3 separate regions of the Sus scrofa genome follow, and regions 1 and 2 are each linked to region 3. The links are chromatin contacts, called in public HiChIP or PLAC-seq maps. All regions are on one chromosome and are shown on one strand. The core of a region is the stretch at or near the end of the contact, and the rest is flanking DNA. Distances in the headings are between cores, read along the strand shown. Region 1 holds the start of WIZ (protein Wiz). Region 2 holds the start of AKAP8L (A-kinase anchor protein 8-like). Region 3 holds the start of CYP4F55 (cytochrome P450, family 4, subfamily F, polypeptide 55).

Evidence for each region. HiChIP or PLAC-seq counts read pairs in DNA pulled down with a chosen protein or histone mark.
Region 1: an H3K27ac HiChIP or PLAC-seq map of alveolar macrophages shows a contact between it and region 3. The contact joins the promoter of WIZ here to the promoter of CYP4F55 in region 3. A contact is called at or near these places in 1 of 5 promoter capture datasets (liver), 9 of 47 Hi-C or Micro-C datasets (blood, embryonic fibroblasts, epiblast stem cells and 3 more) and 1 of 2 datasets of contacts at active chromatin or transcription factors (alveolar macrophages).
Region 2: an H3K27ac HiChIP or PLAC-seq map of alveolar macrophages shows a contact between it and region 3. The contact joins the promoter of AKAP8L here to the promoter of CYP4F55 in region 3. A contact is called at or near these places in 2 of 5 promoter capture datasets (fetal liver and liver), 2 of 47 Hi-C or Micro-C datasets (epiblast stem cells and liver) and 2 of 2 datasets of contacts at active chromatin or transcription factors (alveolar macrophages and skeletal muscle).

What each region holds. Positions count from the first base shown.
Region 1 is chr2:62,152,301-62,157,189 of Sscrofa11.1, forward strand. It overlaps WIZ (protein Wiz), which reads left to right and starts at 3,095. Exons shown (of 9, transcript XM_021083626.1): 1 at 3,095-3,256; 2 at 4,704-4,889. The coding sequence starts at 4,763. RASAL3 (RAS protein activator like-3) reads left to right here. Exons shown (of 18, transcript XM_021083615.1): 15 at 1-59; 16 at 340-497; 17 at 1,030-1,093; 18 at 1,198-1,512. The coding sequence ends at 1,341.
Region 2 is chr2:62,182,312-62,186,661 of Sscrofa11.1, forward strand. It overlaps AKAP8L (A-kinase anchor protein 8-like), which reads left to right and starts at 2,424. Exons shown (of 24, transcript XM_005652898.3): 1 at 2,424-2,578. The coding sequence starts at 2,566.
Region 3 is chr2:62,067,748-62,072,235 of Sscrofa11.1, forward strand. CYP4F55 (cytochrome P450, family 4, subfamily F, polypeptide 55) reads right to left here and starts at 3,205. Exons shown (of 13, transcript NM_001244636.1): 1 at 3,083-3,205; 2 at 2,594-2,792. The coding sequence starts at 2,791.

The sequences.
Region 1 (4,889 bases), core at 1,845-4,344, 84 kb after region 3:
AGCTGGACCAGCCGAGAGACAGAGAACAGGCTCCGGGCACTCACCGACCCTTGAGCAAGGTGAGGTATAGCCCAGGTCCGCGCACAGGTGGTTGAGATAGGACTGGAAAAAGATTGAAAGATGGGTAGGTCTCAATTCAAACACCGAGCTTGCTGTGCTGTGTAAGCCCAGGTCCCAGCCCAGCCGTTTCTGAGCCTGTTTCCTCTTCTGTACTACAAAAGCATCATTTCCCAACCGGCAGGGTGGTGAGGAGGCAGAGTGCAGGGGACGCAGAGGTCAGGGTGTTTGGGGAGAAGGGGTTGGACTGTGGCTCACGTTACAGCTGCTCCCTCCCCACAGCTGGCAGAGCTGCAGTGTGAGGTGGCTGCCTTGCGCCAGGATCAGAAGGCCCTGTGCGGCCTTGTGGAGTCACTCCGCACCCACGTGCGTGCCTTGAGCGAACAGCAGGAGCTACTTCGGAGCCAGCTCCAGAACTTGGATTCCTTGATCGGAGAAAGGTGAGTCCCGCCCTTTCCATTAGCTCCGCCCCCAGATGGACTTGCTGTAGAATTCAGCTCAGGCCCCTCCTCCCAGTCACTCCTACCAAAATCACACTAGCATCGCCACGCCCCCTATGCAAGACCCGCCCCAACACACTTGTCTAAGACTAGTCTCTGAGTCAGTTCCACCCACCCAAGTCCCTGGGAGGTCCTCTAATCCAGGCCCTCAATCAGCTTCTCCCAAACAGGTTGGGCCAGACCCACTCTCTCTTAGTCTGGGCTCCCCCTCATCCCTGTCATGACCCCACCCAAGACTGGCCAGGCTGTCTCCAAGGGTGGGTAGGTTGTTCTTTTGTTCCAGCCAGTCCTGCCTCTAATCTGGCAGACCCTTCTTAAAGCTTATCTGGACTCTGACCCCAAGCCTGGACAAACTCTGCCTCCACCCCATGCTCTGCCCCTGAGTTCTAGACGCTTCAACCTGGAGCTGGAGTGGAGCTCCTCAGTCTCTGACTCTCCCTCCCCACCATGTCCCTGCCCCTGATCCCCACAGGACTGCAAAATTGGATCCAGAGCTTGATTCTCCACTCAGTGAGGGCCACAGGCTGAAGAGTCTGGTGAGATCCCTGCGAGCCCAGGAGCAGACCTGGAAGGGGTGAGGGAATAAAAGTTGGGATGCAACCCTCCCCAGGCTCTGAACCCACTGCCTCTGCCTTCCCAGGAGTGCCGCCTGGCTGAGATAGAGAGTACTCAGGCCCAGCTGAGGGATACCATCCAAAGCATGCAGCTTCTTCCCAGGATGTCAGGGTTCGGGAGCCAGCCCCCGCCACTCAAAGCACCCTGCGTCAATGGAGACACCACTTGAGCCGCCCACTGGGCCAAATGTGCTCTGGGAACAGAGAAAAGGCAGTCTTAGGGGCCTGTCTGATCCCTACCTCAACGCTATGTGGCATGCAGTAGGGAATGGAGTTGTAGGTGCCAACAAGTCTGGCACTAAAAGGTGGCCCAGTAAAATCTTGATTCCAGTAAAAATCAATGTGTGTGTTTTTTTATTTGCCCCTGAGTATTGCCAGTCAGAAAGCAACCATTCAGCTCTCTCAAAGTCTCCCCTAGTTGGAGGTCTCATGGGAGGGGGTGATGGAAGGAGATTCTCACCAGCTGTGTGACCTTAAGGCCCTCACTCTCTCAGAAACTCAATTTCTTCATTTGTAAAATGGATTTATTTTCCTTGCACAGTAAAAGACCCATAGTTTAAAGTGCTCAATAAAAGGTATTTGTCATTGTTAGGGCACCATCTGCTTCTCAGTGAAGCCCAGATTCCAGATGAGAGCATCTTTCTAGGGCTCCAAATTCCATACCAGCTCCCTCATGGTGGCGAGGACTTGGGTCTGGGAGGCAGACAAAGGAAGGATTGGGTATGTATGAAGATGGTTAAGCTCTGTGGGTGGTTGCTTAGAAAATGAGTGGGCATTTAAATCATGTGTGGGTGAGTGGGTGAGAGATAGGGTGGACAGCACAATAGGTAGATGGTTAATAGGTTAGCATTTGTTGGATGTTCACCCTTGTAGGTGAGTAGCTGAGTAGGTAGTTAGCTGGAATGGGTATGCCTGCCTGGAAAAGGACTGGATCATAATAGGAAATAAATATTTGAATTGAGTAAGCAGTTATATGTATTGTATGTACATTTTTTGAGGTTTCTTAAGGCTTGAGCTGGGCAGTAGGGAAACAATGATGAACTATAATGACTCTTGTCATCATGGAACTCTCTGGTGAAAGAGACAAACAAACATGCAATTGATGGATGGGTGTTTTGGTGACTAGGTGAAGGTATGTGTGTAGAGATGGGTGTTTGCTTGCTTGATTGTATGGATAAGTATTTAATTGGATAGTGAATGAATGAGTAGGTGGATGGTTACTTTAAGTGGGTGTTTGGATAGGTGGATGGATAGGTGGTTAGTTGACTGGATGGGTAGATGAGTGGTTGATCAACTGAATGTGTGAATGAATAGGTAGGGAGATGGATGAGTTAGACATGTGGATGGGTTTTGGGTAGAAGCATAAAGCCTATTATGTGTGCTTTGTGAGGTAGGCCTGGAGATTATGATCCTGGGAGGTGGTAGAAAAGGGGGCTTAGGTTTGGGGACCTAAGGCAGCTCTAGGGGCAGAGAAGTACTGCATAGCGGGGAAGGAAAGAATGAACTTGTGGTTGGAACTGGGAGAAGAGGACTGAAGGCTATTGACCATGTGGAGTCCTCAATGACCTAAAAACGACCCATGGGGGAACTTCTCTATCCCCTCTCCACTCTTCTGATTCTATTAACTGGGCTAGCATTGGAAAAACTAGTAGGGTGATGAAGAGCCACTGAGGGCATGAGCACAAGAGTGTTGTCATGGTAACAGCCTCTCCCTGGACTCTCAGGTCGCGCGGGCCCTTTAAGGGTGACCCTCCTGGCCACTCCCAACATGGCGGCGCGCCTGCTGGTTGCCCCCCCCCCAACCGGGGTGGCGCGGAGGGGGGGCGGGGAGGGGGGGGTCCCGGACCTCCCCATCATGGCGGCGTGGCGGGGCTGTCGCGCTGAGGTCACGGCGGCGCGCCGGGGGGGCGGGGCGGCGGGGGGAGCGATTTAAAGGGACAATGTCCCCCGAGCGGTGGAGGCGGCGGCGGCTGCGGAGGCCGCGGCACCGGCACCGCGAGCTGCAAGGGCGGTAGCGGCAGCGACGGCCGCACCAAAGAAGGGAGCTCCGAGCCCCGGCACCCAGCCGGCGGCACCGCCTCCCCGGTGAGGCCCGGCCCGGCCTGGGGAGCCCGCGGGCGGGGCGGAGCCGGCGCGGGGAGGGGGAGGCCCGGGCCGGGCCGGGCCAGGCGGGACCCCCCGGGGCGGGGGGCGGGGGGCGGGGGCGGGGCCTGTAGGGGCGGGGCCTTGTCGGGGGCGGGGCCGCACAGGTTGGGGGGAGGAGCGGGGGGTCGTGGGGCAGGTGTCCCCCTCCTACCTCGGCGCGTCCCGCGGGGTCTCCCGCCCCGAGGTGCACGGGCGGGGGGGCGCATCTTCCGGACCCTAGCGCCCCGAGGGGTGCGCTGGCGTGGCACCGCCACCACCTCTGCTACCCCGGGAGGGGGCGTCCAGAAAGGAGCCCCCCTCCCCACGCTGCCAAAGTGCTCCGAAGTTGCGGTCCCGCCGGTTCCCCGCGGGCAGTGCCCACCCGGTGGGAACCCGCAGGTGCCTCCTTGGGGCCGGGGCAGGGACCCCCACCACAACGGCCAGTCCACGGACAGGCCCCCAGGGAGCCCCCAGGTCCCCGAGGGCAGCGCCTGCTGCCAGGCCTGGAGCCCCGGCCCCGCCCCGGTTGCTTGGGATCGGCCTCCCCATCGTCTCCCTGGGGAGGGCGCCTCATTCCTGCCCTTCACTTTCTGCCGCCGTTACCTTGAAGGTATTTATAGGTGGAGAAGAAAGCCCCCACCCCCACAGCCTCCCCAGGGTCCTCATTTCTGGACCAGGAGCCCCATCCTTCCCTTTTGACGGCGGACTAGAGAGATCTTGGGAGGGTGGGATGGAGGAACCCAGGCTGAGTATGCATGAAGGGTAATGTTGGGGTGAAGTGAAGGGGTTAATGCTGGGGTCACTTGAGGCTTGCGTGAGGGTAAAGGGGTTAATGCTGGAGAACCCAAAGGTTCCGTGTGGGGAGGGGGCCTGGACTGTGGGAAAAGTGCAGGGGTAACTGATACAGGCAACTGAAGTAAGAAAAGAAAAGTGCAGGGGTAATGATGGGGGGACTTGAGACAGTGTATAGGATCAGAGTGTGGAAGTGGCCGGGATGCAAGCCGAAGCATGCACGCAGGATATGCATGTGCAAGGCAGTGGAGGCACAACTGGGGAAAGTATAGCTGTGTATGAATGACTGGAGGCACCTAGGAGAAGTAATAGGATTAATGCTGCAAGAAAACAAGGTAACTGAGTGTGCATGTTATAAAATGGGGTTAACTGAGGCAGCGCAGGATCTATGTAAGGCAGGAGTTATCGATGGGGAGGCTGAAGCATGCTGAGGTTGGGGGTCATCAGGATACAATGTGTGAGGACAGGGCCTCAGGACCATTTACTTAGCTCACCTGTGCTGGGAGGTAAACTGAGACACTGAGCTCTAGGGGTGAGGACTGGAGCTTCAAGGAAGGAGAGTTTGAGGCAGAGTTCCTTTCCTACCTCTCCTAAACACCTGTCTCTTTGCCCCCAGACCTACAATGCCTTGCTGAGCCAGGCCAGCTGCTGAGTGGAGCCAAGCAGAGAGCATCTATGGATGGGCCCCTGGTAGGCGGCCTCGCCGCCCCTGATCGTCCTCGAGGCCCTGAGAGACTGCCTGGCCCAGCACCACGGGAGGACATCGAAGGTGGGGCCGAGGTTGCTGAGGGGGAAGGTTGTA
Region 2 (4,350 bases), core at 1,174-3,673, 110 kb after region 3:
AAGGATCCATTGTTGCCGTGAACTGTGGTGTATGTAGGTCGCAGACTCGGCTCAGGTCTGGTGTTGCTGTGGCTATGGCATAGGTCAACAGCTACAGCTGATTCAACCCCTAGCCCAGGAACTTCCATATGCTGTGGGTGTGGCCCTAAAAAGCCAAAAAAAAAAAAAAAAAAAAAAAAAAGATGTAAACTGGATGTAAAAAAAGTTCAAACTATACAAGAGCTTATAAAGTAAAATGGGAGGCCCTTCCTCACCCACAGTTGAGCAGTGTTAGTCCTTGAAATGATCAAATGCAGTATTGACACACAGTGATCTTTTCTTAAAACTCATGAGCATACCCCTCCTTTTAAGAAATTCTAGGAGTTCCCACTAAAATGGCTCAACGGGTTAAAGATCTGGCGTTGCTGCAGATGGGGCTCAGATTTGATCCCTGGCCTGGGAATTTCCACAGGCTGTGGGTACAGCAGGAAAAAAAAAAAAAAATTCTACTGTCCCTCTTGAGACAGCATTGGATGTTAATCAAGTCATCAAATGAGAGTAAAATATGGCAGTGGTACATGCCAAGAAGAAAGCTATAAGATCCTAGAGAGGAGTGCTGGTAGTTTGCAGGGCAGGCACATATCCCTAAGGGTGACACTGAAATGAGGCCCACAGCTAGAGTGCACATTAATCAGAGCTTCATATGCTTCATGTATGGAGTTTCTCAATGCACCATGACCCTTGTGCCATGGGGCAGCAAATTCTGCATAAGCCTCATTTTTGAATAAGGAGTTGTTAAAGATATTTTATCATGGAGAATTCCAACCATACAAAAGTGGAATGGTAAAAGGAACCATCATCTACTCAACAGTTATAAACTCATGACCAATCTCTTTAGCTGTAAACCCTCTGTGCCCTTCTCCCTTTCCCCCATCTGAGTTATGGTGAAGCACATCCTGGTCATCAGTCAGATCAGTTAATCTCTTAATATTTCCACATATTCCTCTGAAGGATATGGACTTAAAAAGTGCAATTGTTAAACTAAAGAAAGGGACAGTTCTTCAATATCAATTAATGTCAGCAGCACCATGCTTTAAAACAAACTTTTAAAGTAAAACCAAAAAAAAAAGTCATACAGTTTGAATTCGCACAAACACACAAGTACAGTTTACAGTGTCTACAGCTCTGTCAAGTCATCTCCTAGAAGATATGAGATGTCTCTGAAAGTGGGTCCCACACATCCAGTGTGGGTGCTGGGGAACAGCCTGGCTGGGCTACTGCAGGGGTTCCTAAGTCCAAAACAAACAGGTTTAGAGGGGAAGTTCCCACTTTAACACTTGTGTCAAGGATCATGAGTGATGAAGTCCAAGCCTCAATTTTATCTTTTTTTTTTTTCTCAATTTTATCTTTTAAGTGGGGATTTTTAAAAGAGTTTCCTTGTAGATAAGAAGGAGCATTTACATGATAATACAAATATATATAGCATATATGTAATATAAACATGCTATATAAATATATTTGTTATGTAATGGTAGATAACCAAATGCAACATTTCAGCACACCTGGCACTGGGCTGAATTTTTAAAATTTCTTTTTTGGGTGCACCCCCCCCCAACACACACACATGCAGAAATCCCTGGGCTGGAGGTCCAACTGTGCCCCAGGAGCTACCTGAGATTCTGCAGTGACAACAGGATTCTTAACCTACAGAGCCACAAGAGAACTCTGACTGAATTCTTTTTTCTGCTTTTTAGGGCCGCACTTGTGGCATATGGAGGTTCCTCCAGCTAAGGGTCAAATTGGAGCTGTGGCCCATGCCACAGCTACAATCACAGCAACTCCACTTCCCACCCGCGTCTGCAACCTACACCACAGCTCACAGCAGCGCCAGATCGTTATCACACTGAGCAAGGCCAGGGATGGAACCTGCATCCTCATGGATCCAGGTTGGGTTTGTTTCAGCTGAGCCACAACAGGAATTCGGAATGAATTATTTACATTTATCTCATATGTCTGACCGTGTGCCCCGTATCTTGTTTGGCGCTTAGTTATAGTTTTCATTCCAACATGGCTCTACCGTGTTCGTTATGAAGGCCAGAGAAGTCAGAAATAGTCTAGGTTGGCATAATAGCCTCGAGGCAAAGCCGGGATTGGAGCAGCACCCTGAGCTGTTGAGCCGGCTCCCTCTGGCGGGCTTCCAGGACACAGGCCCACCTCCCGCCCGGCCCCGCTTGGGCCTCAGGTCTTTCCGTAGTGCACAGCTCCTCCCCTTCGAACTCTACAGGATTCCACCTCCCGGCCGTCTTCTCTCAGCCAATAACCGTAGTGTCGGCATAACGAGAGGCGGGAATAGGGCGGGGCGATCATGAGATTGACAGTGCCCTCAGCCACGGGCATAGGGACTCTCCGAGATCGACAACAAGGTCATCCAACAAGCGTGAAGCTAGGGTCCGGCGTGAGCCAATGCGGTCGGGAGGAGGGGCTAAGCTGTGTGTAGAAGGGGCTTGGGGGATTGTCGCCGCTATCGCGGCTTTGGACGCGTGGAACCCCCTGCTGTAGTCTTCAAGTGTAGTGTTAGCTGCTGCCATGAGCTACACAGGTGAGCCTGGCAGGGTAGGGGTCGGGCTCCGGGTGGGGTGGGACAGGGGTGTGCCAGGGCCGGGCCAGGCTTGTCCGCGACTCCCCCGGGGCTTGGACACTACTCTTTCTGCGGTCACAAAATGGCGCCGTGGGCCCGTCGCCTCAGTTTCGCGCCCCTCTCGTCTCGGCGTCTCAGGTTCTCTGTCCTGGCAGCTTTGGGTCTCGGCTCCTGGCCTCCCTAAGTCTTGTCTTCTGTCATCTGTATCTGTGGTCCTCGGCCTCGGTTCCTGGTCAGGCCTCTTGGGCCCTCGACGTCTCAGGTTGCCCCTTCTCAGACTTCAGGCCTTCAGGTCAGTCTGCGGACTCAGCTGCTATTACCGTTACCATTACCATACTCTTCTCCCTTGCGTAGTTTCCACTGCCGGATGCCGCAGCTGCCGTCTTTGCCCCGGGGAGATGAATAAATAAATATTTGAAGGGTTTGGGCTGAGTGGGGAACCTTGGGTCCTTAGGGGCCGAGCCGGAGCTTTGTGAGGAATGGCACGCTTCCGTGTTGACTCATTCAGTATCTGTCAAATTCATCTCTCAGGTGCCGAATACACTCTGGAATAGTGACAAGAATTCCTCAAGTATTTTATAGAGGAGAGCAGGCCATAATCGGCAAACATAGTATATATTCTGGGGTGTTCAGTACTCTGAGACGGTTGATGTGTTACATAGGGTGGTTGGAGAGCTCTGAAGAGGTGACATTTTAGCAGAGACCCGAATGAAATGAGTGAGTTAAGGTATCTGGCCCAGGGGGCCCTCAGCATAAAGACCCAGTGTTAGGAACTGCCTGGCTTGTTAAAAGATCAGTCAGGGAAATCAGTGGGATTTGAGCAAAGGGGAGGGTGGATGATGAAATTAGAGAGGGTGCCATAGGATATGTTTGGGTGATTGCAAATCATCCCTGGGTGAACTCAGAAGATGCTTGGGTTTGCCTTGGAAATAACTGATGAGGCTTCTCAGCCAGAAGCTTCCTTGGTAATGGGGTTATTACAGGCTTGAGCATGTGTGGTTGCCAGGTAACCTGCATTCGACTTGGAATGTTTAGGACTGGGAATGGAATCTGAGCCTCTGGGGCTTCTCTATAGGCTGCTTTATGTACTGTCAGCCCTCCCTTTTCCAGGTTAGGAGCTTGGCGAGAAACCAAATTTCTTTCTTTTTTTTTTTTTTTTGTCTTTTTGCCTTTTCTTGATCCGCTCCCCCGACATATGGAGGTTCCCAGGCTAGGGGTCTAATAGGAGGTGTAGCCTCTGGCCTACGCCAGAGCCACAGCAACTCGGGATCCGAGCGGCGTCTGCGACCCACACCCGAAGCTCACAGCAATGCCAGATCCAGATCCTTAACCCACTGAGCAAGGCCAGGGACCGAACCCGCAACCTCATGGTTCTCATGTCGGATTTGTTAACCACTGTGCCATGACGGGAACTCCGAGAAACCAAGTTTTTTAAGCAACCATTCCTTAGCCTAGTGGTTCTCAGCCAGGGGCAGTTTTGCCCTCTAGAGAACACTTGGCAATGTTTGGAGATCTTTTTGGTTGTCACTTCTGTGAGTGGGGGTGCTACTAGTGCCTCTAGTGAATAGAGGCCAAGAATGCTGCTGAACATCCTACAGTGCATAGGATAGCACCACCATAAAGAATTGTCTGGCTGCAAACATTAGTGGTGCCATGGTTGAGCATTCCTGCCCTAGCCTTTCTGTACCTTTCCTGGTTCAGGAGGAAAGTCAGTAGGGTTGTTACTGACATAT
Region 3 (4,488 bases), core at 1,955-4,454:
AAGAACTCCAGAAATTAGTCATATTTGAGCTAAATGGGAGAATAGAGGAATCTACTGGGTAACTGCAGGAAGAGAAAAGCTTCCAGGCGAAAGAACAGCACAAGCAAAAGCCATGTAGTGAGAAGAGTTTGGTTCACTGAGGAACCAAGAAGCTCAGAGTGACTATGGCATGCATGAGGCTGAGGAGGACACCAGGGCCCGGCCAAGAAACACTTAGCCTTTATTTTCAGAGGGATAAGCATTCATTGAACAGTGTTCATCTGAGAAGTTGCATGGTCTAAATTGAATTTCAGAAGAATTTCTCCAGGGCCAAGGAGTCAGTGGATGAGGAGACAACAGTGGCAATGAAGAGACCAGAGAAGGGGGAGGGAGTGAGATGGATGGGAAATTGGAGGGTTAGTAGGTGAAAACTATTACATGTAGAATAGATAAGCAATGAGGCCCCACTGTACAGACCATGGAACTATATCCAATCTCTGTGTCAGAACATGATGGAAGACAGTAGGAGAAAAAGAATGGACATATATGCATGACTGGGTCACTTTTCTGTACTGCAGAAATTGACACTACATTGTAAATCAACCATAATTTTAATTTTTTTTTAAAAAAGAGGCCAGAGAGTAGATTAGGAGAGACTTCCTGGAGAAAGATGAAGGTGGATGGGGCCAAGGGTGAGAGGAGATGCAGAGAGCACACAGATTAAGGACAGATTATGGAGGCAGCACATTAGGGCCAGATTCACAGGTGAGAGAAAAAGGCAGGCTCAAGGGCTCCAAATATGTGTTGAAAGGATGGACTAGACCAAGGGTGGGGACAGGATTGGGGACGGAGCCAGGAGTTCAGCTTCTGACCAAGGAATCTGGTGTTTAGGAGACACCCATGCCATGAGAGGAGGAGGAAGGAGCTGGATAGGATGACCTTGGGCTCAGGAGAGATATGAACTTGGAAGTCACTTATGCAAGGAACTGATGGTCCACTTAGGAGCTGGAGCCCTGGGGTAAGGAGGTGGTCTTAAGAGAGAACGAAGAAAGAGGTAGGATGCTGGGGTTTCTGCACATGGAAGGGTGGAGCAAAGGAAGAGCCAAGTGGAGACAGAAGGGCCATGAGGAGGTATAGGAGATACCAAGGAAGGAGGGTGGCCTAGAACCAAGAGGAAAAGAGGTCCAGGAGGACAAGGGGATCCACAAGCTCAAAGAGCTGTGAGCAGGTGGATGAGATGGGGCTGGATGGAGTCCATGGGATTTGGAGTCCTAGAGCTCACAGTAATCTGGTGGGAGCATGGTGGGGGTGGGAACCACACTGGAGCAGGTGAGAGCAAGCAAAGAAATAGAGGCAATGCGTGAAAACAGCTCTGTGTACAAAGAGAGAGCAGAATGAGCCCCGTTGGAAACAGGCAGGTAGGGATGTACATGTCACCCCTCTGTCCTGTTTTGTGACCTTCCTTAGCATCACCATAGAGGAGAGATCAGAGGATGGGGGCGTCGGGGTTTGAGCTCACACAAGGCCAAAGTCTTCCAAAGAGCCATGAGGGAAAGCCCAGGTGGTAAGAGACTTCAGCCCATGTGCAAAGGATGAGAATCTAAACTTGATGTACCCAAGGAAATGAGATTGAAAAGAAGCTGTTGGACTAGGGTGCACAGGGGAATGGACAGCCTGGCAAGGTCTAGGATGAGAGATGAAGAAAAAAAAAAAGAAGCTAGAAGGAAAGGAAGTTGTGGTCAGAGAATGCAATCTGGAATCAATGGTTTTGGACATTGTGCCTTTGCTAGTGATGACAAAGTCCTTATTGGGATTAGGGCCAAAGTAGGCTAATGCAGCACAAAGGAAGGGGCTCTGGGGATGAGGCTAGGAAGGTGGGCCAGGAGCCCCCTCCCACCCTCCCAGGAAATTTGGCCATTAGGTCCGAGTGATTCCTTCTGAAAGAGGGAAGGGTCCACTTTTATCCAAGTTGAGCAGAGAGGCCCACTGATATATCCTGAGGGTGGAAGACAAGTTTGGAAGAGACAGACGCCAGAGGAAGGGGAGGAGGAGGAGAGACTGACCACACATCTCCTCAGCTCCTGCTGTACCCCCATAGGGGCATAAGAGGGGTGGAAGTCATAGCTGATTCCTCTGGGAAGCAGAAGCCCAGAGAGGAGCAGACACTGACCTGAAACCAAAAGAGATGGGCCAGGCAGGGACAGACCCTGGACAGTGGCCCTGAGGAGGCCTCAAGACCAGCAGTGGACACCATGGGGTCACTAGGGGACCCAGCTCTCTGCAGCCCATTCTGTCACTAGAGGACCCAGCTCTCTCCAGCCCATTCTGAGAGCTCCTCAGATGTGCACCAGTGTAGGGAAGACGGGCAGGAACATAACCCCAAACTGGCCTTGGGTGAGGAAGACTATGAACCATGAAAATATTGGGGCATAGAGTGGACAGAGAGGAGAGGGTTCGACCCAGTGGAGAAGTGAGGAAAATGCTCTCCCTTACTTCTCTGCTGCCCTAGACCCCAGCTCAACCTCAGACCCCAACCTCCCTGAGCCTGATCCCCGACCCCTCAGGAAGTCCACACACCATCATTCCCCAGACCCATCCTGTTGCCCACACTCACCAGGTCCTGGTGACCCCAAAACCAGTTCCGTTTTGGGGGTTGCGGGAAACACCGGAGGCGGCAGCAGTTGTCATAGAAGTCATAGATCCAGGACAGGATTCGGGACAGGAGCCAGGTAGCACCGACCAGCTGCAGGAGCAGCCACGGGGAGGCTGACACAGGCCCCAGTCCCAGCCAGGACAGGCTCAGCTGCAGCATCCTGTAGGGCAGATGGTGTGGAGAGTGAGCTCCTGAGACTCAGCAAAGGGACAGTGAGGGTGAGCTCTGAGGCAGAGACAAATAGACAAACAAATACAGGGAGAGGAACAAGGGGGTGAGTGCTGGGGAAGGAAGGACTCAGAGATGAGCAGACTGAGGCTCAGAGAGGGGAGGAGACCCAGGAAAATCCAGAGGAAGAGAAAGAGACAGGGAGAGGGCGAGAGAGAAGATAATGAAGAAATGCCCACTTGGAATCAGTGGAAAGTTGCCTTGGGCAGTGCCCCTCCCTACCCTGGGCCAGAACTTTCAGCCCCACCAACGCCAGCGCTGCACCTTCTGTCTGGAGCAACTAGTCCCACACAGCTTCTTCTGTCCTCATCCTGGAGAGTCTTCTTCCCTGTCCTGACTTCCAAATGGGGCCAGTCGGGAGTGGCGGTGGTGGGGGGGGAGGCCTTGAGTGGGTCAGCCAATCCCTGCTTGCCTGGCTGCCTCCTCCCACCTGGAGTCTGCCCAAGACTTAGAAACCTGGAGCAGCTGGCTCCAGAGAGGAACCAGCTCAGATTCACGTGGTGCAGATGCTGACTTCTTGGGACTCAGCACCTCCCACTCAGCTTGCTGGAAGGCGGACAAAGGTGACTCTGTGCCCCTGTGTTTACAGCTGCCCCTGCCCTTCCAAGGCCAGGGTACAGCAGGTAAAATTATGAGTGTTTCGGGTGCAAACCATGTCCCAAAACATCTCCGTGGCTCTCACCACGTGTGGGCCAGAAGGGCAGCATGCACCATTTCTTGGCACAGAATCAGAAAGCCCAGAGGCAAGAAACTTCTGGCCTCCAGGGCACGCAGCCTGGCAGGAGTTTAAGCCCTGCCTCCAAGCAACCCAGGCCTTGGGTTGGGATAAAACTGCTGGGAGTAGGAAAAGAGAAACCAGCCTGGCTGGGGATTACCACAGCAGATTCAGGGGGTCAAGGGCCCAGTCAGAAGAGGACAGCTGGAGGCTTGAGGTGTAAGGCTGAGAGGGGTCAGGAGAGAACAGGGTCCACACAGGGGAAGGCAAAGCTGGGAGATCTTGAGTGGAGTTCTGCCCTGCCCTCACTCTAACTATAGGCTGTGCCAACCTCCTTTGGGCTCAGCCTTCCCGTCTGGGAATTGGGATATCAGCTGTAAATGTGTTTCGTCACCTCCAGATCCTGTCCTAAACTCCCCTGTAAAGTAATCTCAGCCCTCATGAGGTCTCCCCAAGATCAGGCTCCAAGATGAGGATGAGTTTGAAGGATGGAGATGCAAAGTGAGAGGATTTGGACAGACATTCCTGCTGCAGCTAATAGAATGTTTGGAAAATGCCCAAATTTCCTCTCCTGCCACCACTACCCCATTCCTTCCAGGCCCACATAATCCAGCTTTTGAGGGACTGGTCCTGAAGCCCTCAGCAAGTTTGTGTGCCCTGTCCCAGATTCTTTGCCTCCTTGGCCAAAGTGATCCACCTGCTGAGGTGTCCATTCAGAGAAGGGCCAGGAGCAGGGCTATGGTAAGTGAGAGGCAACAGGGGTAGCCAGATAGGGGTGAAGAGAAGCAAAAGGAAGGAAGAGGAAACAGGTCCAGAAAGGTTCAGTGACTCGCTCCAGCCACACAGAGAAGTAATTTAACAAGACAGCACAAGCAGAAGTGAATCCTGGCACAGAGTGCATGCTCATTAACTA